Regions from separate parts of the Rattus norvegicus genome. Here region 1 is linked to region 2. The links are chromatin contacts, called in public Hi-C maps. All regions are on one chromosome and are shown on one strand. Each heading gives the region's core, a stretch centred on a gene start, on an enhancer-like site or on the middle of the called end of the contact. The rest is flanking DNA. Distances are from core to core; before and after follow the strand shown. Region 1 has its middle 25 kb from the start of Dnah5. Region 2 holds the start of Trio (trio Rho guanine nucleotide exchange factor).

What was found. Hi-C and Micro-C count contacts between places; a contact is called where the count stands out from the background.
Region 1: a contact with region 2 is called in a Hi-C map of psoas muscle, with 2.6 times the contacts expected there. The contact joins the enhancer-like site here to the promoter of Trio in region 2. A contact is called at or near these places in 5 of 12 Hi-C or Micro-C datasets (the A7r5 cell line, the Rat2 cell line, Schwann cells and 2 more) and 1 of 1 datasets of contacts at active chromatin or transcription factors (oligodendrocytes).

What each region holds. Positions count from the first base shown.
Region 1 is chr2:80,683,428-80,688,187 of GRCr8, forward strand. It overlaps a transcript of Dnah5 not described here and the pseudogene LOC108349970. Among named protein-coding and RNA genes, the nearest start is that of Dnah5, 25 kb to the right of the region's middle. Within about 2 kb of position 1,369, at least 7 of the 93 cell types and tissues checked have an H3K27ac peak or open chromatin away from gene starts, as enhancers often do.
Region 2 is chr2:80,528,712-80,533,394 of GRCr8, forward strand. Trio (trio Rho guanine nucleotide exchange factor) reads right to left here and starts at 2,901. Exons shown (of 57, transcript NM_001107658.3): 1 at 2,460-2,901. The coding sequence starts at 2,616.

The sequences.
Region 1 (4,760 bases), core at 119-2,618, 150 kb after region 2:
TTGGTTCTATTGGCAATTTTCTTCTTGCCCATGGCAGCTGTCACTTTTTGGAGATAATGGTCAATTCCAGCCACCAGGGCATGGCTGTGAGGGTGGTCTGAGGTGCCGTCATCGATGCATTTCATGATGATGGCCTTGTGTCTAGAGTAGCATCCAACCAGGACCAGCACCACTTTCTAGGGTTTCCTGAACTCTCCCATTTTGACAGCAAGTACCTGGCTTTCAGCAGAAAAAAACACACCTGCCCCTTCTATGCTAGACATTTGATTAGCTAGATCTTGTGTAGGTCTTGTGCTGGTAACCAGGTAACCACAGACACTGTGAGTTCATAAATGCGATAGCCATTTTGAAAGATTGGTTTTTAAGTAGTTTATGGGCAACTCTTTTAGTCATTAGATGTGAGAGGAGCAGAAAATTGGATTCTCATTGATCAAAATTCGAAATCTACTTTAAGTTTATTCTTACAATTTTAAAAATAATTCATATTTATATTTTGTGTGTAGGTATGTACACAAGGCAGGCACATGTGGGGGTCAGAAGAGAATTTTTGATTCCTTGGAACTTGAGTTACCAAAACTAGTCCTCTGCAAGAACAGTATGTGCTCTTAAGCCCGGAGACTTCTCCTAGCACCAAGCCTACTCCTGATAATGTAACTACACCATGATAGACATGCTGCTTCAGTCTGTCTGGTCCCCAAAGCTCATGCACTGGAAACTTGGTCTCCAGTCGGGGAGTGCTAAGATGGTGCAGCCACTGAGAGGTGGGATCTACAGAAACATAAACATGAGTGACTGAGTGCAAGCCCCAGTGCCCCTGTGACAATTGGGCATGAATCTTAACCTTAGTGCTAAGCAGGCAGAGCTGAATGATTCTTTCACCAGACAGTCTAGCCCAACTCAGTAGGAAATTCTGTCTCAAACAAACAAACAAACAAACAAACAAACAAACAAACAAACATCAGTAGAACAATTGAGCAACCCAGCAAACCCAGCCTCTGTCCTCTACACACACGTGCAAGCATGCATGTACCTACACCCTTACACATGCCTGCCCTTATACAAATACAAAAAAAAACCAAAACAAAACAAAAATTAAAGAAATGCATGATGGGTTTTGAAAAGGCTCAGCCTTCTCACTGGGAATACCACCATGCTAATCTTTACTGAAAACTGTAAGTAAGTTAAAACCAGCTCAGCCCAAAATGCCCACAGTTATCAGGGCATGAACACATGGGAGGGACCAGTGTGTGAAGAAGCCTCAAACTGGTCTCTGTCGGAGACAGTGGGTCATGTCTGTGAAGCTTCATGCCTGTAAGCTCCTGTCTGTGGTCCTCTCTGGCCTTCATGGATCACGGATCTCTGCTGCCCCTGTGTGATGGACAGCTGCTGCTGAAGGCGAATTGTGGCAGAGAACCCAAGCAGCTGTTCTCACTGACCCTAAGCAAAGCAAGCAGCCAGCCAGCCATGTGACAGAAGAACACTGATAGGCAAACATAGTAATGGCAGCAGATAGACAATTAGGTGAGCAGCCACGTTTGAATGCTGCCCTGCAGCAGGAAGAGGTGGACAGGAGGCTCTCAGACCGAGGCCTGCCATCGTCAGCCAAGTGTAGTTTCCTTGCCCATTTAAAGCATCTGCATAGGAAATCCTGTCCACCTGTGGTATGACTCCTTGACAATTAGTTAGATCACTTTGCTTTTCCTGTGATGTCTGGGTTGGTCATATGTAGCTGCTGCGCCAGTGGTTAGCCATCCTTTTTTAGCATTAGAGATGTGCAACCAGTCATGTATAACAGGGTTTGAATGTTTTTTATGTGTCCTTCATGTTGTGACTGTTTCACTAAGGTCTCATTGTAAGTCTTCTGTAATCCATTTTTTTTTTTTGGTTTATTACAGAAGGATGCTGGGACTTGTTACAAAATGTCAATGTCACTGATGCTTTGAAAGGCAATATTTATTTTGGGAGAAAGTCATCCTTGGGTGTGCAGGAGATCTTGGGTATGTAACTAGATGTAATAGGAGCTGAGAGATAGCATGACAAAAGAAGAATGGCTTCCTGAAGTTTTTTGGGGTTGGGCAGTGGTGGCTGAATGGTAGGAAGCTAGCGGAGGAATGTGGGCACAGGATAGGAAGGGCAGTTTGGGCTTAGTGCGTGAATGATGAGAGACACAGGGGAGGATCCTCTAGGGCAGAGGTGAGCAGGAGGCAGCTTGAGAGTGGGGACATGAATCTCACTTGGACATTGTCTTCTCCCTTTGAACTTCTGAGGAGATACCTCCCTTCCCAGGCCTTTGTCATTTTTGTGAGATTTTGGCAATGGGCTATATTGTGTGCCGAAAATCCCAGATGAAACACATGAAGGCTAGAGAAGCGCTTGAGCCTCTCGGTCTTCAGGATCTGCTCTTGCTCTTGCTTTGCACGGGACTAATGTGGCCCTCAAGAGGTTCAGAAGGAGAAGCATAGGGCTGACCCGAGTTCAGGTATTTTGTGGAGCATGACTGCATGCAGCAAGGCAGATCACAGAGTCACTCAGGAAGAACTCTGTCTTCATATTCATGTCTCTGCTCCTCATGGGTTGTTTCCTGAAGATGGTCTACAGGATTCGCTTTGTGTTCTTCAACTCCCTGGGAAAACACCTGTTTGTGCCCATCTCAGTGGTCAGCATCCTGGGCAAATAAAATTCTCCACAACACAATTCCTTCATGACTCTAAATGCTATGCAATCTGTATTTGGTTATATTTACCATCGATAATACAGGTGCCAGAGTATTGATTTTTCTTTTTGCTCAGAGAATTGATTTCAGAGCCTTTGTGTATACACAAAGCCTTTTAGCCCAGGCTTGCACAGACTAAGATAGTTAAAAGTGAAAAACCACCCAGTCAATTCATTTATCTTGAAAATATGTTCCACCTGCTTAAAGAGAAAATTTAGAGCATAATAAAGACACCGGGTATTTAACTCCTTTCCTAACGTGTGTTGGCATCTGCCTCATGATCACCCTTGTTCATTAACTTCATGATGGTTTTTAGAATCTAATTTTATCCTAGCTGGAATCCTGCATTTCTCGTGTAAAGCTAAGCATGCACACACAAGGCTCACTTGGTAAGAAGGGGTGCTACACGTCCCCTGGAGGACATTCATCATGCTCTCTCTGGGTTGGTGACATCCTATTGCCTGGCCATTGAATTGCAGAAATGCTTTTAGGTCGCTAATGGATAACAGAAATAGATTTCCACTTCTCAAAAAAAGGAGCTTTGGTGTTTCTGGGGCTAATTAAAGTACCTGGAAGAGTAAGTGGGTCAATGCCTAGCCATCTCCATAGTCTACTGGTTTGGAATGGAGGAAACTATTAAGCTTTGAGGTGGGGCTTTTAATTATGTCTTGGTAACTACACAGGTGTACAACCAGTGACTTAATGGATTAAATCTTATTATAAAGATTTTTAAAAAGGTTAATAAAGTATTCTCACTTTCTTGACCTCCTATTAGTCTTTGGAAAGGATGATATTTCAGAGAGTGGATGCAGTTCCTTCTCAGGTCTTCATGCCAAATGTTGCATCTGTCTTGCTCCATTATAGGAAATATTCTGGAAAGGAATGTGTTCTTGCGATGGGCTTTCTTTCTTTGAGTATATTTGTATATATGCATGTGTATGTGTATATGTGTATGTATATATATGTATATATGTGTATGTGTGTATGTGTATATGTGTATGTGTGTATATGTATATACGTGTATGTGTGTATGTGTATATGTGTATGTGTGTATATGTATATATGTGTATGTGTATATGTGTATGTGTATATGTGTATGTGTGTATATGTATATATGTGTATATGTGTATGCGTGTATATGTATATATGTGTATGTGTATATGTGTGTGTTATATATATGTTATGAATGTGTATATGTGTATGTGTACATATGTATGTGTGTGTGCATGTGTGTGTGAGGGCTGTAAATGTATTTGTGTGTTGATATTCATGTGAGTGTGTGTGTGTGTGTGTGTGTGTGTGTGAAAAGCCGACCTTGAACTCCATGTTCCTATTGGTGAATACTTATCTGCATTAACCCTCTTGTATTTAAGTTGTGCTTTATGGGTGACAAGCTGATCTTAAGTATCTTGTAGCAAGCAATAGGAAACTCTTGGGCCAAGAGAGAAGAGATACATCATCTATATTCCATATTTTCTTTGGAAGAATTCATGGTGGACCTAAAGAGTATGTATAGGTTGTATTGAATTTTATAATAAGCACTTTCTATTGAATTCTAGACCCTTGTGATAGTAGTATCCTGTGTGGGCAAGGATTACTTCAGACATAGAAAAGAAATAGACCAGGTACACTAGGGCCAGGGTGGCACCATGGTGTCACAGCAGAGGTAGTATTGATGCTGAAGAGAGGAAAGAGATTCATAACTGTTGAGAGATGGGATCCCCTCCTACACACACACACACACACACACACACACACACACACACACACACACACACAATGGGCTGTCTAGGCTAGCCCCAATGAGAGAAGATACACCTAGTTTTGCAGCAACTTGATATGCCAAGGTTGGTTGATATCCATGGGAGGCCTCTCCTTTTCTGAAGAAAAAGAGAGGAGTAGTAGATGGGGGAGCAGAGGTGGGGGAAGAAGAGAGAGGAAACTGCAGTTGGGATGTAAAGTAAGTAAATAAATAAAAAATAAAAATAAAAAGTTAAAAAATGAAATGATCCTTTATGTATGAATGCAAGAAGGATGTAGCTCACTG
Region 2 (4,683 bases), core at 1,651-4,150:
ACCAGTTTTTGGTTTCTGACTACAAAAATAAAGCCTAATAAAGAAGCAAGAAAGGAATAAACAGAAAAGGGGACCAAGCGACCTCACCTGCAGGGCTGATAAGGTAGAGGTGAGAGATACAAAGTGCTCTGGAGGAGAGCCAGGCTCGGATACCCTGGAGAATGTTCACACCCTAACCTGTGCCTCCCAGTCCATGGGAGGGATTTTCCCTGTTTGCACATCTTGAAGACTGAAGAGATGGATCTTACAACTCATTCTCCTCATTATTCACAGTCAATCAAATCTTTCCTGGAGGAATCCTACCTGACTCTATTCCATGAGGTCTCCAACCAAGGCCACCCTTAAAACCACCATGCCTGGGCTTCAAACTTACCCGCCCCTTTGTATCTATCCTCTACTAGACACAAACGGCCTAGACGCCAACCACTGAGATCTGGGGCAGGATTCGGAGCTGCCTGAAGTGGAGACTAACTAAAAAGGGTCCAGCACACTGCCCTTGGGATGGGACAGTTCTAAGACCACCTGAAAATCGGCGCTGGCTCCTGACCATCAGTCGGTCAACTAAAAAAAAAGCTTGTCAAGTCACTTTGGAGGTAGAATAAAGGAAATAAAGAAGTAAGGGGCTTTTATCTGGACAGGAACTCTAAAATGAACGAGCAACCCAGGACTACGGAACATTAGGAACAGTAGGAAGAGAGGCAAACAAGACCAGCATGTCTTTGGAGAATCTTGAAAACAAGTCATTCCTGAACATTAAAACATGAGTGGGGAAAAAATCCATCTCTTGGGCACAAGAACCTTTCTCTAATATCATGAAGATGAGCTCTACACAAAACCATTTATTCTGTCACAGGTGATAGGTAAAAGAAAGAATGATGGGTTTTGGCCATGGAGGAAGCTCAGTTCTCCTCTATCCAGCCAGTCACACACCAAAAAAATAAATAATACATTTTAAAAAAACTGTTAAAGCTTTCATTTGAAGGAGTTGATGTTTTTCTAAACCTCAGCGCATTTCTGCAAGGACCTCACGGGAGATGAAGTACTAGAGAGAGCACACGAAACCCAAGTTGACACCGTAGAGACGGAATGTGTCACTTCTAGTCATAACCAATCGGTAAAGACAAATCAAAACTAACCCTTCCAGACAATGATCAAGAAGACAGAACTAAACCAGGTGTCTAACGGTCTAGAAGTTATCTGCCTCGCCCAAGGCCGGTCGCTTCAATTGCTAGCTCCTAATGACCCAGACTGCAGTCCTGATCTCTCCCAGTTAGGGAGCTGACTTTGAAAGAGGCTAGAGAGAACCTGAGCTGTCAGCCTCCCGCGCTCACCCGGGTGCAGGCCGCTCGCTAGACCCCGAGGCTCTCCCAGTCGTCCTCCCGGAGGCGGGCAGCTTCCCCGCGCCCTCCCTGGCCCGCCCGCCCCTCCGGTGCCTGACCTGGGCCGCCCTCTCCGGCTCTCCAGCGCGGAGCCTGCATCCTCACTCCCAAGCCTGGCCCGCCAGGGACTGCTCCCCGAGCTGCAGGCCCCCGACCGCCGCCGCTGCCCTCCGCCGCCTCCCGGGCGCGCAAGCAAACCGGACGGCACGCAGGGACGTGCGGACGCTAGCCGGGCTCGCGCGGGATCTGGGCCGGGCCGGGCTTGGAGGAGGTGCCGTTACCGGGGTCCCCGGGACGCCCCGTCACGCCCCCTGCGCCGCACACCAGCGCCCCTCCCGACCGCTGGGCTCCGGGCTAGCCTCCTCCTCGGCCACCTCCTGCTCGCCAGAGCGGACCCCGAGCTGCCCCGAGCTGCCTCCAGGTCCACGCCACCCACGCAGTGCTCGCCAGCCCTAGTCCCACGCCTCTCCCTAGAACCACCACGGTCCCAGATGTCCTTCCCTGGCCTCCCCCAAGAGACAATGGCTGGACCTGACCGCCGCCTCAGCTCAGCCACCTTCCTCGGTTCCTGGGCTAAGGTGCGATGGCTGCCCGGTTTCACAGAACTGTACCGCCAAGGCTGGATGACAGGCTAGAAGACCGGAGCCAGGACACTCGCTGATAATGAGGTCGGGGGTCCAGCTATCAGCGGCCCAAAAGCTATCACAGGGCAGAGCTGCTGTCCCCAGTCCCGGTGAGCTCGTCCTCCGGGACACCGGCCTCCGCCCACGCCGTCCCCGCCGCCGCCTCCTCGGCCCTCCAGCAAGAAACAAAGAGCCGGCGCCCCTACACGCGGGGCCGTGGTCGCTGCAGCGGGAGACCGAGGGGTGTCTAGCCTGGCACGAGGGGCGAGTGCCGGGAAAGCGAGTGAAGGCGCCCGGGACCAGCTGCAGCACACGGGCGGCGTGGGTAACCTGACACGCCGGAGTGGATCGCAGAGCCCCGATGCGGCGACGGGGACGAGAGCGCGCAGGGCTGTACCGGGCCGGAGATCGGGGCGCGCCGGGCCGGCGGAGCGCGTGGGGCAACCGCGGTACTCACCGGATCGAAAGAAGGCCGCGATGTCGGCCAGGTCCTTGGCGGCCTCCTCGGCACCCTCGCCGGCGCCGCCCCCGCAGCCGGAGCCCGCCGCGCTGGCCGCCGCCGCCGGGCCGGAGGACGCGGCCGGGGCGGTGGCACCGCCGCTGCTGCCGCTCATGGCTTCGGCGGCGGACGAGCCCGCCTCAGGCCCCGCGCCCCTAGCTCCGCGCACCCAGCCGCCCGCGCCTGGCCTGACGGCGCCGAACACCCAGCTGCCCGCGCCCGGCGCGCGGACGCACAGCCCCGGGGCGGCGGGCGGCGGCGGCTCGGCCCGAGGAGCGCGCCCACATAGACGAGGACACCGCCCGGGAACCGCGAGCCTGGCGCGGGGCGGGCGCGCGGAGCCACGGCCTCTGTGTGGCCGGCCGGGGCGCGGGCAGCGGCGCGGACACGCGAGGGCGGGGGCCGGGGCTGGAGAAGCTCCGCGATCACGGACGCCGGCGGCAGCAGCGAGCCTCCATCTTGCTTTCCGATGGGGAAGGAAGGAGGGGGAGGGAGAAATCACGGCCGAGGGAGTCCGGGTGAAAGGAAAGGGAGAGCAGGGAAAGGAGAGGAAGGAAAAAGAGGGGCTTCGGGAATTTCCGGAGAGCTTCGTTAGGGGCCGGAGCGTGGGCTCGGCTGGTGGGCGGTGCCTGTTGTGGGCGGGATCATGGAGGGGCGGGGCCGCGCCTGGGAGCCCTGAGGGCGGAATGGAGTGGCTGCAGAAACGTGGAGCTGGCCAGGTCTCCTCCTCCAGGGCTGCTCCAAACCTGGGAGGAGCAGGAACAAGTGTGACCGACCCACACTGGCCTTCCAGGCCGGCACTGCGCCCCCTGCCAGGATTCTCGCGCCTGCACTGCAAGCAGCCCTAATGCTGGACCGCTTTCATTATTATTTATGTCACCCGTGGAGCCGAGTGACAAGGGCACAGAGCTGGTGTGGCCCTTGCAGGAGCAGCGCTGGCACTGGCATGTAGAAGGAGCTAGATAATTGTTGAATGAGCAGAGAGGCAATGAAAACAGATTATCTGCTCTAGTCTACCGTCTCCTTGTATGTAAAAAGCGGGGGGGGGGGGCGTGTTTGCGGGGAATCCCCATCTCCCAATCATGCTGGGTCCTCACGCTGCTCAGATGTATTGGAAAGATGATGGAGGCAGGGGAGACCAGAAGAAAGGGAACCTTAAAGAAAATGTACGTTAAATCAACTGTGTGGAATACCAAATTCTGCTTTATGTCACGGCTGCAAGATGAGTGCAGTGAAAGAATGGGCACAGGATAATTGAAGATCAAATGCCTGAGAAGACAGATCAACAAATTCCATCAAAGTACACCACTACCTATGTTTAACGGGAGAACGATGATTAAGTGGCCACCAGATCTTTTTCCCTTGGGAGTCTCAGACAAACAAGGGAAGTAGGTTTAGGGGCCTTAGTTTCGTTCAGGATGAAGGCTGGAGACATCCGTAGGAACTTGTGTTCACCTTGCTATAGGTGTGTGTAAAGAACTACAGCAGTATGAATATATTTGAGATAGCATGATAGTACACGTGCCTGTATCTTCTTGCCCTGTAAATTAATTGGTCCTGGAAACATTTTTGCAACAGCCCACACACCTAGCATTTAGATCTCTCTGCCTCTCTTTTGCCTGTGCATGCACAGGCACGCGTGCACATGTGTGCCTATTGGCACTTGTGTCTGTGTTCATGAGAATACAAAGATAGGTGTCTAGTGTCTAACTCAGTCACTCTCTCCTCACCTTCTCTTTTGAAGCAGAGTCTCTCACTGAATCTGGAGCTCCCTGGTTAATTAGACAGTTGACTAGCAATACCAAAGGGTCCTCCTGTCTCTGCCTCCCTAGTGCTGAAATTACAGAGGCACAAACTACTGTACCTAGCTTTTCACTGGGAAGACAGACAATCTGAATTCAGGTTCCCACGCTTGCAGAGCAAGCACTTTACCATAGATGGAACATTTCTATGGCCCTCAGCTCTTGTTTTGAATACTTTCCTCCAATTAAAGCAACTCAGGCTCTTTGGGGAAAGGGGTGATTCTGGTAGTGGGACAGAAAATATTTCACATGAGCACCCTGTTGTACCAGAAGGTAAGGACATGGCTTTCCAAGAGAATAGCCAGCACAGATAAAAATTGTCCAGGACACATGGGAAACAGTCGAAAGAGCTCCTCATGGCCAAAGCCAGAACAATTTCA